Regions from separate parts of the Oryctolagus cuniculus genome. Here region 2 is linked to region 1. The links are chromatin contacts, called in public Hi-C maps. All regions are on one chromosome and are shown on one strand. The core of a region is the stretch at or near the end of the contact, and the rest is flanking DNA. Distances in the headings are between cores, read along the strand shown. Region 1 overlaps WWOX (WW domain containing oxidoreductase). Region 2 has its middle 11 kb from the start of MAF.

Region 1 (3,247 bases), core at 532-3,031:
CAGTGACTCATCTATTTCCCCCTTGATATTTTCCCACATTCCCATTACTGGGTGTTTTTGGAAGACATTAGAAGGGGCAGAATGGGGAGCAGAAAGGACAGCAAAAAAAGTGTCAGAGAAAGTGGGGTTCAGGGTTCATACTTGGGCCATGTGAGAGCTGTGTGGTCTTGGGTGACCCTCTCCACCTCCTCTTATTTCTAAGAAAGGATTTGGAATCAGCCTTTGGGCTCTAAAACCAAGGATGGCATCTAAAACAAAACAAAATACCTCCAGCTTGCAGACTATCACTGGTGAGAATATCATTTTTTTAAAAAAAGATTTACTTTCACTTATTTGACAGACAGAAGTTGCAGAGAGAGGAAGAGATAGAGAGGTCTTCCATCCACTGGTTCACTCCCCAAGTGAGAATACCATTTTCACAAGAAAATCTTAAATGCTTATGTGTTCTTAAAAAAAGAAAACCAGCAACCACCAATGTTTGACCAAGTATGCAAACCCAGATGGACAAGATGAAATAAGAGAGAGAGGAAGGACATGTTGAAATTGGGGTGGGGGTGGGAGAGACAGAAGACAGAGAAAGGGAGAGAATTTCTCTAAGCATCTCCCTTTGGGTTTTCCTTTCTCCTTGCAAAGCACACCCTGGCTGTGAACTCTGCTGAAATGAGATCGCAAAGGAAGAATAAATCCACACGAAGTTTTTGATGTTGCCTCCCCTTTTCCATAGAAAAGCAGTGTTGCAAACATTTCCTAATTTTATATAAGGGCCTCACGTAAGACGCAAATGCCAGGGACCATAATGAAGTGGAGGTAATCTGCACAATTTAAAAACACTTATTGTGACAAAATGGATTGAGGAGGTACAGGCGACACAAGCACACATAAATGAAATGCATCCCACCGGAAAAGCATTTGGCTCACATTGTCATTTACGGCTCCTGAATTAATAGACCAAGAAAGGCACCACCGGCCCCAACAAAATGCCGTAAAGCCACTGGCAGTGAGTGGTGTCTCAAACTTTAATTCCCCTGGGGAGAAAAGGACACTGCCTAATCTGTATTCAGTCCTGACATTGGCCGCATCTGATATGGAACATTAGCTTCTAAGTCTCTCAATAGACTAGTGTCCTTCAGTTTATATTACTTTATGTTAATAGTAGAAAAATTACACACAACATCATTTATCATTGTTATACTCTGCTATGCATCCCATAGCTTATTATAATATATTTATTTACCCCTGAGATGGTGAGAAATTAAAAATATATATGTTTCTAAAAAAACCTATAGGGAAAAGACTGCTGCAAATTTCTTAAGAAAAAAAAGCCAACTTCTCCCTTGGGGGTGAGGGGAACATAGCATGTGCCGAAGCTTATGAATGATAACACGCTTTCTGCCTAAGGACACGAGCATGGGCTCTCCAATAACTCCCAGGGCATAAGGATGTAAAAAAAAGTGGCATATTCATGATAATTTATTTTTTATTCCCTCATATCACCAGTTTTTGTTTTTTTTTTTTCCATTTGTGGGGTCCTTTGTTTCTGTTATTAGCTTTTTGACATTTGACCTTTGGCTAGAGAAAGGAAAGCTCCCCCACCCCCACCCCAGTCTTTCTTCTGAAAGGCACTGTCAATCTCAGCCTGGCTTCTACTCTTATTGACCCAGATTCCGGGAATACAGATGTAATCCAAGCTCAGATTACAAATGGTGATGGGTCGTCCCTGGGATGAGCGCTTCCACAGAGCAGTCTTGCTGGCACAATGCAGACTCCCTGCCATGGGTTCAAACCGGCCAGGCTGTGGTCTTCCTGATCCTTGTGCTCCAACCCAGCCCTCCCCTTCACTCCCTGTGCAAAATGGGCAGGCCACTCTGACACGCCGAGTTTCAGTTTCCTCAGAAACAAATGAGAAGGTCAGGTTCAATATGCCAAGATCCCTTACAGTCCCACAGTGATTTGTGGCCTGCAGATGTTTCTGTGTCACTCATTCCCTATCACAGTGCCAACGAGAAGGTGGATTTCCCCATTTTCCAGATGAGCAAATCCAAGGTCCCAGACTAGAAAAGTAGAGCCATCAGGTGACAGGGCCTCAGCCACCTTGCCCAGCACCCTCCCTGACTGCCTGTAGAGAATCATCGAGATCAGGCATTTGGTCAAATGAGCATAAGCAGGTACCTCTCGGGCCACCTTGTAAATCTGATTTTCATTTATTTATTTTTACACTTTGATACTTAAAGACAAAAACGCATACCTGTGTGATGCATAGCTAAGCAACATAATCCTCTAATTTTGTTATCTTATTCTCTGGTGGCTATCACCAAGATAATATCATCCCTTTTAGCAAGGGCTCTTTAGTTAAGCAATTGCTGTCACAGATTCTGCCACTTCATCCACACCCAAGGAGGCAGGCAAGGTAGACACTTTCCTCAACTCCAATGACAAAGAAACTTGGGGTCAAGGATTCAGTGAACCAACTGAACTCACACAGCAACGAATGGCTGGACACCGAGCTTGGAATTGAAGCAGAGTTCTGGCTCCTAGCCTAGGCAGGGCTCTTTCTAATATACAGCAATGATACTAACAAACAGATACACCTATGATAAATATGGATAATAACTTTTTCCAAAAGGCCAAATAAAACTAGTGTAACTTAAGACTGTGCAACTCCACAGCAACAATAAGCCACCAATACCAGATAGCAAGACAGAGGAGGCAATGTGTTCCTGAAATGTTTCCTTTTCCACTTGAAGGTATCACTAGACTGTGATTCCCAGGCTCTCTGTAGCTGTGTGCCATCATGTGACTGAGATCTGGCCAATCTAAGTAGGTGGAAGTCATCTCACTGCTCCTTGGTTTGGCCTATAAGATCTCCAAGGAGACTCATTTTTCTTCTTACTCTGTTTCATGTCTGGATTTTAAGGATCCTGCAGAAGACTTGGAGGCTCTGAGGGACAGCTAAGCCCAAGATATCAGCCTGGGTCCCTAAATCACAGCTCATCAGACTGGCTGCTGAATATGTCTACCTTGATGTTACTTGAACAAAGACACCAAGTTCAGTTCTGGGAGCTGTTTGTTATAGCAGTTGGCCAATCCTGATTAAAGGCTCCGGAAAGAAGACAAGGAGTGTTTCTAAATGTGATAGTTGGGGTGATATTCAGAATCATTCTCATTGCTGAACAAATTTACTACACACTCATACATGCTCTTTGAGCACACACTGCTAGGAACTGCCCAATAGGTCTTGGGATCTTTA
Region 2 (3,454 bases), core at 433-2,932, 730 kb before region 1:
CAGTGAGAGAGAGACAGAGAGAAAGGTCCTCCTTCTGTTGGTTCACTCCCCAAATGGCTGCTACGGCCAGTGCTGCACCGATCTGAAGCCAGGAGCCAGGTGCTTCTCCCTGGTCTCCCATGTGGGTGCAGGAGCCCAAGCACCCAGGCCATCGTCCACTGCCCTCCCGGGCCACAGCAGAGAACTGGACTAGAAGAGGAGCAACCTGGACTAGGACTGGTGCCCATATGGGATGCCGGCGTTGCAGGCGGAGCATTAGCCAAGTGAGGCACAGCACCGGCCCTGAAAATCATTGCTACTTTAAGAAATGTTTCTGAAAATTCTACCATTCGCAGGATGAAACTCCAGAGTGGGGTTAAGGGACCCTTCCTCCCTCCTGGACTTTCACGACACGGTCTGGAGAAGAGAAATCCCAATTCCTTGCCCACGTGACTCTCCCCAACAGGAGCCTCACCAAGAGAGGCTCACTCCTGTTGCGGGTGAGGCCTCAGGCCACAAAAGCTGGTGATGAGTCCAGGATTCTCAAATGCATTCACTTCCAAGGACCCATATTTACAGACAAATGATGCAAAGGAACCAAACTGAGGCCATCACATCGACGTCTGGTGTCCATGCCTGATCTTGCCCAGAAACCTTTGCTCTCTGTAAACAGGTTTCTGTTTGGATCACATGAGCAGGTGATATTTTAAGGAACCACAAAGCCACCATGACCTCTGGGGCGTCACAATCCTACGCAGAAGAAAAGTTCCTGGAAAATTGTATTTTCTCTGTGTCTCAAGATGCTTTTCTCTCCCTCCTCACCAAAACCGTTGTAGAAAATCTTCTGGATGTCCTGCTCTCTCTCTCTGTGATAGAATCTGAATCCCTTCCACGGCCATTCGGAAAGGGCCACCCAGGAGCCAGGCGCGGGACTGCGTTAGCTTGAACCAGGACACAGAGATGAGACAGAAGGCCCCTGCTTCAAGACACTCCCAGAATCCTGAGAAAAATCAACCGGCAAAAAGACAATCGCAAGGATTTCACACGAAACCTTTCTGGTGGAGATGCTCTGTATCCTGATTGTGGCGGTCGTAGGAATTCACAGGTGTGATAAGATTACGTGGGATGAAATACGCACACACACATAAGTGAAGGTAAGACTACTGGGACCTGTATAAAGTGAGTGGATTCTAACAATATCAGTTTCCTGGTTGTGCTATCACACCCTTGTGATGCAAGACGTCAGCCTTGAGAGAGGCTGGTGAAGGGTACACAGGATTTGTCTGTATTATTCATTACACATGCGTGTGACTCTACAAAATGTTCTGAAAAACTGAAAGTGTGCACATAATTGCACTGGAAGTCACACATGCCGTGTCTGAGGGCCTGGGAACACAGTGGAGATTCACCAGCAGGGTGGAGTAGGGAGAAGCACTCCAAGGTCTCCTAAGAGAAGGCGGAGAGGCTCAGAGGTCAACACAAGTTAGCCAGGGTGCAGCGGCTGAGAGAAGTGCAGAGCCACAGGCGCCATGGCTGGGAGACAGCGTGGCCCTCAGGGGCAAGTGAGAGGCAGGGTGTGGGCAGCTCCCGCTGCCGTCGCTCCTAGCCACTCCTCCCACCACTGCGTTACAACTCTGAGTAAGATCCACTTCTTTTCTCCCTAGAACAAGGTCTGTTTCAAACTGTCACAGTCCTCCCTTCTCCCCCTCCCTTTTGTAGATCATTTATTTGTTGAAGAAACTAGAACGTTTGTTTAGAGAATGCCTCAAACTCTGGATTGGAACCCCTGTTTCGTCACGGAATTAGTCTCGTGCCTCTAGCTCGTGCATTCCCTGTGAACTGGTACCAGCCTTATTGTCAGCACCACCACCACCATCATCAGTACTCTCAAATCATTCCAGTGCTACCGAAAAGGTAAAAATGCAGGCGTCAAACGCAAGCCTCTACAAGCCGAATTCTTCTTTCAAGTAACTTCAGACTGAGCCTTTCCCCCTGTGACATAGGAAACAGACAGCAGCGTCATGTTGGAGCTTGAGTTGGAGAAGCTCCTCCAATACAAAGAAAATGCACAGACTTGTGCAGTGGCCAAGAGAGACTGGCACTGAGCTGCTGTCTGCTCGGGGAGTTCTGGGAACAGGGCTTTCTGAGGGTAAATTCCAACAAAGCTGGTGGATGCTGTGTTAATGACTAGACTCTTAGTCACCTCAAGGGAACCGAATGCGCACCGAGATTACACCAGGATAGTGGAGGGAGGGAGATATTAGCAATTCTGATTACAGATGGGAACGTGATGTCAGGGGCGTTGGTTTTTTTTTTTTTTTTTAATAATTGCTGTTATGCTTTGATTAAATGCCTCCCAGAATACTGGGCTGCAAACGGAGAGGCAGGAGTGAAGTGAGGAAACTCAGGGTTGCGTTCCTTCGTATCTGCGTCTTGAGAAAGAAGAGGCAGGCATATGCTTCATCATTAAATAAAACACAAAACCCTCCGTTGCTCTGCTCCCTCGTGCACTGTCACACTTGCAAGCAGCCTGCCAACAGACCAATGCGTATTTACGTGGAGCAAATACCAGTGTCCAAAGAGTTAAAGAAATTCCCGAAAGCATCAAGAAAGGCGAATAAAGAGATCAAGTTCAAACTCTCATAATCTGCATTTGCCACCTGACTTTATCTCTACCTGTCTGTAACTGATTTGCTCTGAGCTTCCCAAGGAGGGAGTCCAGTGCGGTAGTTCCAGGGACACAATGCAGCTTCCTACTGGCACTGGGAGCTGCAGTCACAGGTCAAGAAATCCTGGCTCTCCTGCTCTTTGCCCCAACTTCCTCCTTTAATCATTTGCTTTGCTTATGGGGCTGAAGCTAACGTAGGCATTTGAGAATAACGATGCTGCCACGGCAGGACAAGACTGCTGGATCCAGGGATTCACACTGAGACTCGGTCAGCTGACACCTCCCTGAGCAGTGCCCATGATAGATGGCATCAGAATGGAGATGGAGATGAAGGGCCCGCTTGCCAACCAGCCACGTTGCGGTGTGATGCAATACGATGCTCCACTCCCATCTCGCACAATATGCCACGTGACAGCACGTCAAGACATTTGTGGAAAAATGGAATTAACAGGTAAGTTTATTTTTGTGCAAAACAACTTTGAAACCACGTATAGTTTTTACGCAATACACGTGTCGTGTGAACTTTTTAATTCAAGGGACGTGCACGTAAAGTGCTTGTAACCAACATAAACTAATCCTTTAACTCTGATTTCCATGAACTTTTTAAGTACCTTCACGTTATATGATACTATATTATACTTTATGATGGGATATGGTATGTTTACTTGGCTATTTACTTCCTGCCTGTCTCCCTCTTACCATAGGTAATTGAAGGGAAGCAGGAGTACAGACCGCGTAGCCATGTCTGGATTTACAGTGTCACTCACCAGCCATGTGACCTTGGGAAAGCCCCGTGACCGAGCACAT

The links. Hi-C and Micro-C count contacts between places; a contact is called where the count stands out from the background.
Region 2: a Hi-C map of an unstated tissue shows a contact between it and region 1, with 2.0 times the contacts expected there. The contact joins two enhancer-like sites. A contact is called at or near these places in 2 of 6 Hi-C or Micro-C datasets (psoas muscle and an unstated tissue).

What each region holds. Positions count from the first base shown.
Region 1 is chr18:61,096,880-61,100,126 of mOryCun1.1, reverse strand. The region is part of intron 8 of WWOX (WW domain containing oxidoreductase); the gene reads right to left. Among named protein-coding and RNA genes, the nearest start is that of WWOX, 650 kb to the right of the region's middle. Within about 2 kb of position 1,781, at least 1 of the 8 cell types and tissues checked has an H3K27ac peak or open chromatin away from gene starts, as enhancers often do.
Region 2 is chr18:61,822,194-61,825,647 of mOryCun1.1, reverse strand. No RefSeq gene overlaps it. Among named protein-coding and RNA genes, the nearest start is that of MAF, 11 kb to the right of the region's middle. Within about 2 kb of position 1,682, at least 1 of the 8 cell types and tissues checked has an H3K27ac peak or open chromatin away from gene starts, as enhancers often do.